Regions from separate parts of the Lactuca sativa genome. Here region 1 is linked to region 2. The links are chromatin contacts, called in public Hi-C maps. All regions are on one chromosome and are shown on one strand. Each heading gives the region's core, a stretch centred on a gene start, on an enhancer-like site or on the middle of the called end of the contact. The rest is flanking DNA. Distances are from core to core; before and after follow the strand shown.

Evidence for each region. A called contact is a pair of places that touch in the nucleus more often than the background predicts.
Region 1: a Hi-C map of bud shows a contact between it and region 2, with 7 times the contacts expected there. The contact joins the promoter of LOC111919297 here to the promoter of LOC111919298 in region 2. A contact is called at or near these places in 4 of 4 Hi-C or Micro-C datasets (bud, leaf and seed).

Annotation. Positions count from the first base shown.
Region 1 is chr8:205,050,348-205,055,390 of Lsat_Salinas_v11, reverse strand. LOC111919297 (basic leucine zipper 23) reads left to right here and starts at 2,045. Exons shown (of 4, transcript XM_023914903.3): 1 at 2,045-2,277; 2 at 2,461-2,501; 3 at 2,846-3,735; 4 at 3,845-4,049. The coding sequence starts at 2,940. The coding sequence ends at 3,870.
Region 2 is chr8:204,896,509-204,901,250 of Lsat_Salinas_v11, reverse strand. LOC111919298 (heavy metal-associated isoprenylated plant protein 26) reads right to left here and starts at 1,722. Exons shown (of 2, transcript XM_023914904.3): 1 at 1,542-1,722. The coding sequence starts at 1,625.

The DNA.
Region 1 (5,043 bases), core at 796-3,295, 150 kb before region 2:
AACACCCTTATAGACCAACTTCGTGAATAAGACCTACTAACGGTAAGACCAGCTCGTCTTATACATACATACATACATACATACATACATATATATATATATATATATATATATATATATATATATATATATATATATATATATATTAATCTTATAATATTATAATAGTATAAGGGTTGAATTTTAAACTTGTAAAATTCTAGGGTTTAGAATTTAAATATTTCAAAATTAAAACTATTAATCAAAAATTTAAATTCCAAAACTTGATGACAAGTTTTGAAAATTTTCAAAACCTTCTAGATCAAATTTCAAATAATTTAATTAATCACATAACTTGTGATTATCTAAATTTGATCTAATTCAATTTATGGAAAGATAATTCATATTAAATAATACTAATAATTTATTTTATCATATAAACAAGTAATTATCTTATTATTTAACAATTATCTTATAATTGGATGAGGATAACCAATACTATATTGAAAAAATCGAATTTTATCAGTTAAAAACGTTTATGGTAATTATCCCAAACCAATTCAAGTCAAAATCCCGAATAATCTGCTAACAGACGAGCCAACTCGTCGAGTCACAACCCTGACTCGTCGAGTTCATCAGGGGACTCGACGAGTTCATCAGGCATCAGCAGATTTTTCGACTTTTTCAACTTTGAACAATTTAACTATGCATCAAATATAATATAAAAATGACCTAGACTCTGATATCACTGATAGGTTTTGAGCAAAACATCAATCCTATGGTGCACATGCAAACCCTAAAGCTTTGGATCTAGGTTTTTCTAGTTGTACATACAACAATCATCCAAAGCTTGTATATCCTAAATCTATCATATAGAAATCGAAAACTATGACTAAAACAAGTTAGAAACATACCTTTCAATTGTAGCTTGATAACCTTGAACCTTTAAGAACTTAACACCTCAAATGTGATGTCTCTAATAGACCACAAACACCAAAAGCAATTGGAGAATATTAGAGAGAGAGAGAGAGGGGGGGGGGGGGAGGAAGGCTAATTTCGGCTGTAGGGATCCTTAGGGTTCAGTGTAGCCGAAAAGCAAATGCCAAGGGGGTCTTTATATATGTAAAGAATTAGGGTTTCAGTCAAATACCTAATCCGGTTGCTTAAGCCTTAAGTAGCCCATAGAAATCTTCTAGAACACCTAGTCTTGGACGAAATCCTTATGGGCTTCTATAAGGTTTTGTCCACCCCTTTCCTAAGGGTTCCTCAGCCCATATTTCAATTATCTTATAATTACAATATCAGTCTCCTTAATTTAATTAACATCTTTTGACAACAAAATTAATTCTAAATTAATTTTTGACCAATATTAATTAAATAATATGATTTCTCTTTTAATATATTATTCTCATAATATATTAATAAATCACATTTATCCTCTTTCTCCATTATTCATCTAATCAAGTGGTTTTGGTTAAGGCAACCCAAAAGGACCATACTACTATTGGGTTAAGTACATATCAAATATAGTTATGCGCTTAGAGACCTAATCCAACAATAAATATATAATACATCAAAAAATAAGACATAAAAATACATAAAAATATGTAAAATATTTAAAAATACATATAAATACGTTTATACATTTAAAAACTTAAAAAGAAATACATAAATATGAAAAAATAGATATAAATACATAAAAAATATGTTTATACATTATATATACAAATTTGACGAAATCTTTAAAACCCATTATTTTGGAAAAATTAATTATTTGGTCTTATGACCTGAATAGGTAAAAAAGAACTAAAATAAAAAATAAACATTTTTTTGGAGTTTTCTATTAAAAAAAAGGTAAATAGTCGAACCTTTTTTTTTTTTTTTTTTTTCTTTTTTTAGGATTTTAATAAAAAATTTCTTAAAATATGGAGATTTTTTTAAAGATTTTCTTAGATTATAAGCTAAAACCACTTTTCTATTAAAAAATAAAGATTAAGATAAACAAAATAACCCTGAAGACGGCATCAATTTCTTTTCGTTCCCTTTCCTTTACCTTCGTTAAAATTCGCTAAATCGACATTTTTGATCGTACAATTATTAAAAAAAAGTCTCCCCCGTTCTTTGTACTTCTGCAGATTCCTTAAACGAATGGTCCTTCTTCGATCATTTTCATCTCGCCATTGATATCAAATTATCAATCCCTTTTCTAGGGTTTCTTCCCCTTGCACACTTACCATCTCTGGTTTCAGGTCTTACAACTCGGTTGAGCGATTCTGATAATTCTAGGGTTTCTTCAAGGTAACTTTGCTCTTTCAATTTACGAATTTCTGTTTAAATTCTTTAGACTTTTAATCAATTTCTCTTCGATTCGTGGAAATCGCACAGCACTGGTGTTAATCAAGTTCTTTAATCAATGTTTGTGGATTTTTAGCGTTCTTCTTTTTCCTCGAAACTTATTATCTCTATTTTCTGAATTTACAGGTCAGTCGAGCAATTCTCCGGATTGTAGGGTTTGTTTACAGGTAAATCATTTAATTAATCCCTCAACTTTTTTTATTCGACCAAAGCTCGATTATTGAGAAACGCATTACAATTGCGTGGCTCAAGACCTTTTACATTGTTTTTGCAAATTTTTGCTTTTCTTATTCTTCACTCTAGAATTACTATCTCTGTTATCGGTTTTGCAATTATCCATGGTTTTAGCCTTTTAGGGTTTCCTTCCACCTCTTTTAATCTGACAATCCGTTTGAAGTCTTCAACTTTTTGATTGATCGCATTCCGACCCTTTCGAGATTTTCATTTAATTTGTTTTACACGAATTATCTCAAACATCTAACATGTTGATTCATCTTTCTTGAACTCATAGGGTTTCAATTCCGACACAATAAGAACTGAAGTTCATCGAGACAAATGGGTTAAAACATTCATCCAAGTTACAAACCTAATCACCAATTTCAACAATGGAGGACGGAGAACTCGATTTCTCAACCCAAGAAATGTTTCCACCTCCAAACATCGGTGACATTCCCAGCAATGATTCAATGGACAGTTTCTTTGATGACATTTTCAAGGACACACATGCATGCACCCACACCCACACATGCAACCCACCAGGCCCTGATTCCTCCCACACCCACACCTGCTACCACGTCCACACCAAAATCGTTCCCGCCATTAGTGGAGATGATGACAAAACCCCAACAGATGACACTGCAGAGTCAGCAGAAAAGAAAGGTAAAAAACGACCTATAGGAAACCGTGAAGCTGTAAGAAAATATCGGGAAAAAAAGAAAGCACGTGCTGCTTCTTTGGAAGATGAAGTGGTTAGATTAAGAGCTTTGAATCAACAGTTAATGAAGAGGATTCAGAGTCAAGCAGGATTGGAAGGTGAGGTGGCAAGATTGAAGTGTTTGCTTGTGGATATTAGAGGGAGAATTGAAGGTGAAATCGGGTCTTTTCCTTATCAGAAGCAGAATCTAGTTGGGAATAATGTGGGGAGTGTTAATTTGGGTGGTGGGTATGTGATGAATCCTTGTAATATGCAATGTGGGGATCAGGTTTATTGCCTTCATCCTGATGGAAAAAGTGCAGAAGATGCTTCAATACATGATCCAGGTGTTAATGGGTGTGAGTTTGAGAATTTGCAATGTTTGGGGAACCAAAATTCGTTGCTGAATGGACTTCCAGGGTGTGGAAATGAAGATGGTTTTCCTGTAGCCAATCCGAATCCGCCAGGTGGACGAACTAAACGAAAAGGTAAATAATAAATGAATAATAAGCTATTTTAATTGTTTGGATATTAGAATATTAAAAACACTTATCGACTTAAATAATGAGTTTTTGATAAGTTACTTTTTCACTACAGGTTCTCGTACAGCAGTGTCCAAATGAAGTGATCTGCCATTGTTTCTGTGTTAATGGTTTTTGAAGTTGGATTGTTCTCTATTAGTTGGGTTTATGAGTAGTAGGATCGTTTTTGTTCTGTTTAGTCAAACATAATGGAAGAAAATGCTTCTTGATGTGTCATGTGCTTAAATAATGTTTTTGTGAAATTAAAATGTTTTCTCTTATGATGCTTGCATGTGTTTGGTTCTTTTTGGGGTATCTTAAGTTTTGTGAAAATGCTTCTTTGGCAATTGCCACCTCTCTAGTGATGATGATGATGATGATGATATAAGGAGTTGATTTGATCTTGTTTATATGTTTTTTCAGAAGTTTTTTATATTGTAGATTTGATTTGAGGAAATTAGAAAACCCATGGAAGAAAAAGATAACTCCTGCTTTGGTGATGTGAACTTCTGTAAGTAGTTTTAATTTAACTAATAAATTTATTATATTCTTCAATTGCAAAGTGTTGTGAGAATAAAAAAAAAAAAGCACACCAGGGGCAAAAACGAGATTAGTGATCCAGGTGGAGACTCGACAAAAAACGGACAAAGCAACAAGAAGTACAAAGAACTAATAAAAACACCTCTACCAAAAAACTAAACAAACAAGACAACCTCGAACAATAAAAAAAAACACACCAGGGGCAAAAACGACAAAACACCAAGAAGAAGCCAAATCAAAAGGAAGACAACAGCTGCATCAACTAGCAAGGTGAAGGAGAAAAAACCAAGGGAACCACGATCCAGAAAAGCCAAACATCAAACACTAGAGATCACAGGGGTAGAATTGTCCAACGAAACACCAAAGAGAAGATGAGAAAAGCATTAAGCACCACTAAGATTACCCCACCAAAACCCCAATCACCCCCAAGCAATTAAGTACAAAGAAAGCAGGATACGGGAGCCTAACTACATATGCCAATATATTGCTTTGAATTTAGATCTTGTCATCAACCAATTAAACGTGAACATGCTAATGTCATCCACAATTAACAACACAGCATGCCTGTCCTTCCTATACATCTAAGGTGCTGTTTGTTTTTTTGGAAAAAACCTCTTCAGACCTCTTATTGCTACGCGGCGCAGCACACGTGCAACAGTTTTCATCTCGTAGCTGTTTATTTTTCAGAAGTTTTCGGATTAAAAAACTTTTTTGCGTGTTCTTGGCGCAACACTT
Region 2 (4,742 bases), core at 473-2,972:
ATATGAGAAAGGTGGCAAGAATTTATTTGGTGAATGGGAATGGTTAGCGGCGGATAAGGGGGAGTGACAAATAAATTGTGACATTTAGTGCCATGCCAAAACAAATCGGCATAATGTCTATGTGGGCCAATCTGGACCACTTTTTGGTCAACTCAAACATGCATCGTGGGACTTCTATTTAGATTGATATCTAACCATTTGGTTGATTATGTTTATTAAATTTATAAATATTTTAGAAAAAAAATATAGGAAACAATTTTGTTACACAGAATAAACGCAAAACAATCTTAATCTTATACTGTATTTGATATTTTTACTAAACTGAAATGGATTGAAATGAATATCAACAAACAATCTTATCCAAAAAAGACAAATACTCTCGTATATTCAAATGACGTAAATGTCCCTAGGCATGACCCACTAGAGAACATGTATGAATTGTTTTTCTTATTTAATAAGTACTATGAAGTATGAACTAACATAAAATACGACTATAAGGCATCACAATTAAAATTAAAATTATTGATGATCATTCATGGCACATGATTACTAGAATATAGAAATATTAATGTTGTTATGATTAATATCAAAGCACTTTATATAGAAAGAGTACAAAAGTTAATCATTAAAGCTTTCAATAATACCATATAAATTGAATAGCCAGGTTCTGATATGTTACCAATTATACCCAAAAAAATAATAATATATTTCTTTAGTAATTTGAAATAAAAGTTATTACACTTATTTAAAGATTCAAAAAGCATATAACTTTATTTTTTAGTTAGATTAAATATGTGAAAAGCCACCAAAAAGCTATCTAGCGGTATTAATATTCTTTTTTTTTTTTTTTAAATTTTGTGCTGTGTTGTCTTAGACATGAGAAAAAGCCAAACAAGGCTGTAAGCATCATTCCTTTTGCTTTCATTAGCTAGGCTTTCTCTATCATCTTCCTAAAGGCAGACAAGTATCATCAAATAACCGAAGCATTACATTTGTACAACTTTTAATGCACAATGTACAAACCCACACCAGAATATACTACTATTTTCTTGATTGTTTTAAAAAAATCATTTTTTTTGCTAGAAATTGATATGAACAACGGAAATAACTTGAGATCAAGAATTCCGATCCTAAAATCAGTGTTCGTGAATCGTTATTTGTGTTCATTTTTTCAAAATCTTCTTTCGAATTTTTAGCTGGAAGTAAAAAATCACAAGTGAATTTGAGTTAAAAACTCGAAATCGAAAAATATGATCCCTAATTTTACGTTCGTGTATATGTGATCTTATTTCATAATCGATTTACCAATTTTAAATATCTTGAGAACACGAACGCCGATCAAACAGCGGACATAATTTCAGAAGAAATCTGAATATGTCAAATTCAAACTCTACTGGATCTGAGTACCACTCGAATCAATTATATTTGGCTACAGAATTTTCCTTCTATATATGTGATCGAGTGTATGTGTTCATGGAGTCATTAGAATAAAATCTGTAGACAATAAAGCAAAAATCGAATGCAATTAAGCTGTATTTTACCTGTAACTGCTTGCGCTTTTTGTACTTTCTATTGCTTCCACCTCTGCAATCGAATATGTTGGAAAGATGATCAAGAGCTCCCATGGCTGCTTTCTCTCTGTTGGTTTAGATATTTCTACTCTGACAACGGTAATATCTCACTTGATAGCTAGTTTTCTTTTCTAGTTTACTTAGTCAATACGGTTTTGAAAACAGGCGTTAGCTAGCTTCATATATTTATAGTGGAAATGGAATGTCGTATTGGCCCTTGTGATTTATTTGTTAGTTATTCAAGGCCTTGAAGTTTTGAGAAGTTGCTATACAGTCCTCTAAGTTAAGTCAAAGTGAGTTGTCAGGGAGGAAGAGTGTGGCAAACATAATTGTATATTTGTATCATTTAAGTTTCAAACATGTGAAGAAAGTAAACAGGATAGCAAACATAAGTGAAATTGAAATATAATACGTAATGATAACAAACAATATTGATTATGATTTATGAACATTTAGTAAGTGTTAGTTGTAGCTCGTGTCAATGGGCACAGTATTTTAGATGATGACTTAGGGCCTTTAAATTTTTAAGGCCTTACTTTTATATGCTTTATTATTTTAGTATAAAAAACCTGATATATATCGTATACAACAGTTGAGTAGAAAAGAGAAAGAAAATAAAGTAAAAGAAAATAAACAAAAAATGTTAGAATACTAAAGATAAATTTATAACAACGACATTAAAAAAACAATAACAAAAAAGGTCACCCTCTTTTACTAATTATTTCATTGTAAGATTCTAATTTTTTTTTTATATATTGCCTAGGGCCTCAAATCGCCGTGTTTAATATATTACTTGTTTTTAGTTTTGATGGGTGTTTACACATGAGTTTTGAATGTTATGTTAGTTACAGTGTATTGAACTATAAAGTTGATTGATTTCTCACATCTTGATTTTATTTTTAATTGAGCTTAATCATTTGTGGGTTAGCCATGAAAAGAGTTGTCAACGTTGTTGTTTTAATGCGCCATTTCCAAAACTATGTGACCTTAGAGTGAGCTTTTTTTTCTTTGATCTTGCATGAGCATTGCCAAACTATTCTTTTCCCCGAGGACATGCCAACCCACTCACATGGAGATGCAGCTTTGCTCTTTGATAAAAGATTATGTGGGTCGATTGAGGACATTGTAGTTTGTGAATGTCCTTTCCTTAGGGACATCCAATGGCGACTTGCTTGGTTACCCATTAGGTTTGGTGGTTTGTGGTTGTACGCAGCGGTAGAGACTTCCTCATATGCTTTTCTGGCCTCACAACCTAAATCGTGGTGTCACATGACCATATCTTACGAGATAACAACATATGTGGTATGAATTCTGATTATGTTTGTGTTTTGGCTTGTCTTTGTGGTATGATTCCAGAATTTGACTTTAGAGCTTTCACTAATAAGGAAATTTTCATCCTAACGTCCAACATGCATTGGCAAGTGTTATTTTTAATAAAATTGTCCAAGACATGAAAATATATTTCGACATGACTGTTAGACAGTATGTAGTTTCTGAGTGTCTACGTGCACTTTATGTTCATGATTTTCTTATGGTTATTCCTATTAATGGTCTTGGCCAACATATATCATCCGTGAAATATCGTGCTATCCTCAAGTAAACCTTCTGATAACTTGATTTCCAGTTGACGAGATATGTCATATTTGTCACAAGACATGCTTGGACTCTTTTAGGGAGCATACAATACATTGTATAGAGCTCTCGGGTTTTAAGTACCGACACGATCTAGTGAGGGATGTTCTTTTAACATATTTAAGAGTGTCGAGGTTTCTTACAATAAAGAGACACATGTGAACTTTTTGACTGACCCGCTGGAAGGAAGATCAATACTTCGACCAACTGATGTTTTAGTTTTTGGATGGATATAAAGAAAACACAAATGTGTAGATCTAATAGAGATATCCACTCTTGTTTGCTTGGGGAGTGGGGTTTTTGTTATGGGCAGACTGTTTTAAAAGTTATTTCATGCAAAGTAATAAAACATGATAAAAACAAGCATGGAAAATCAATATACATTTATATTATTTGCGTTTGGTACATGTGTTTTTAATATGTCAGATGTGAAACTCCTCAATATAGTCCAATGGGTCATGCATAATAATGTTATGACCGTTAGATCTATAGATGTGGTTTTTAAAAGAATTAAATTCGTCACCCAAAAAATGTTAACAATATATTTTGTTGTTTTTTTACCCGTTACTACTATATAAAATTTTTAAAATTATGAAGCAAAAAAGATTTAACTATAAAAGGTTCAATGAAACATATTTATAAAAAGTATTACAAAACCTAATTTATGATATTTATTTAAGTGTTGATTTGTATTTTCCAATTGTTGACTAAGAAAACTTATGGTCAACCAAGTCACTAGACGTTATGACAAGTGTATTACTTATATTATGTATAACATAACAATCACATAAAATTATATATTCGAAATGATGGGACATTTAACCATTGATACCGTCATTTAAAATAAAAATATCTAAGTATATTGACGAGTAGTTAAGCTCAAACAATTTATTATCAAGTTACGTATAAGATTAGTAAACAACGAAGTTACAAAGATATTAAGGATTACGAGAAAGCATGTTGTATTCAATAGGTTTAAGGACGTTAACCCGGACAGATTCTTTGTTAAACCTAGGGGTGTTCGTTTGGATGGATCGGTTTGATCCGATCCAATTAAGTGAATCCAAATTGATTTCGGTTTTCAAAACATGGATCTGAATAGTTCAATCTAAATTCAAATCCGATCCGATCCGATCCAATTACAATTCGGTTGGATCGGTTTTTATAATTCAGTTTTCAAAAAACGAAACATTTTAAAACGATATATATAATTATAATATTACCCAAATTTACACAAGAGCCAAAAACAAATTATTTAGTTGTGTTTTGAAATTTATAAACAACTATTAAGAAGATATATTATGGTTAAATATTTTATAGATAGAAAACTTTTGAGAGAAAATACATATTAATGTTTTTTTTATCGGATGAAATGTTTTGAACCTATTTGAAAAAATAAATTACCAAATTAATAAATAACTATGGATATATATTATAAATAGATAAATATTAGTAAATGTTTATTTGGTTTTTTTGGACTATTCGGTTCTTATTTTATAAACCAAAACCAATCCGAAATCCAAAATTATAATTCGGTTT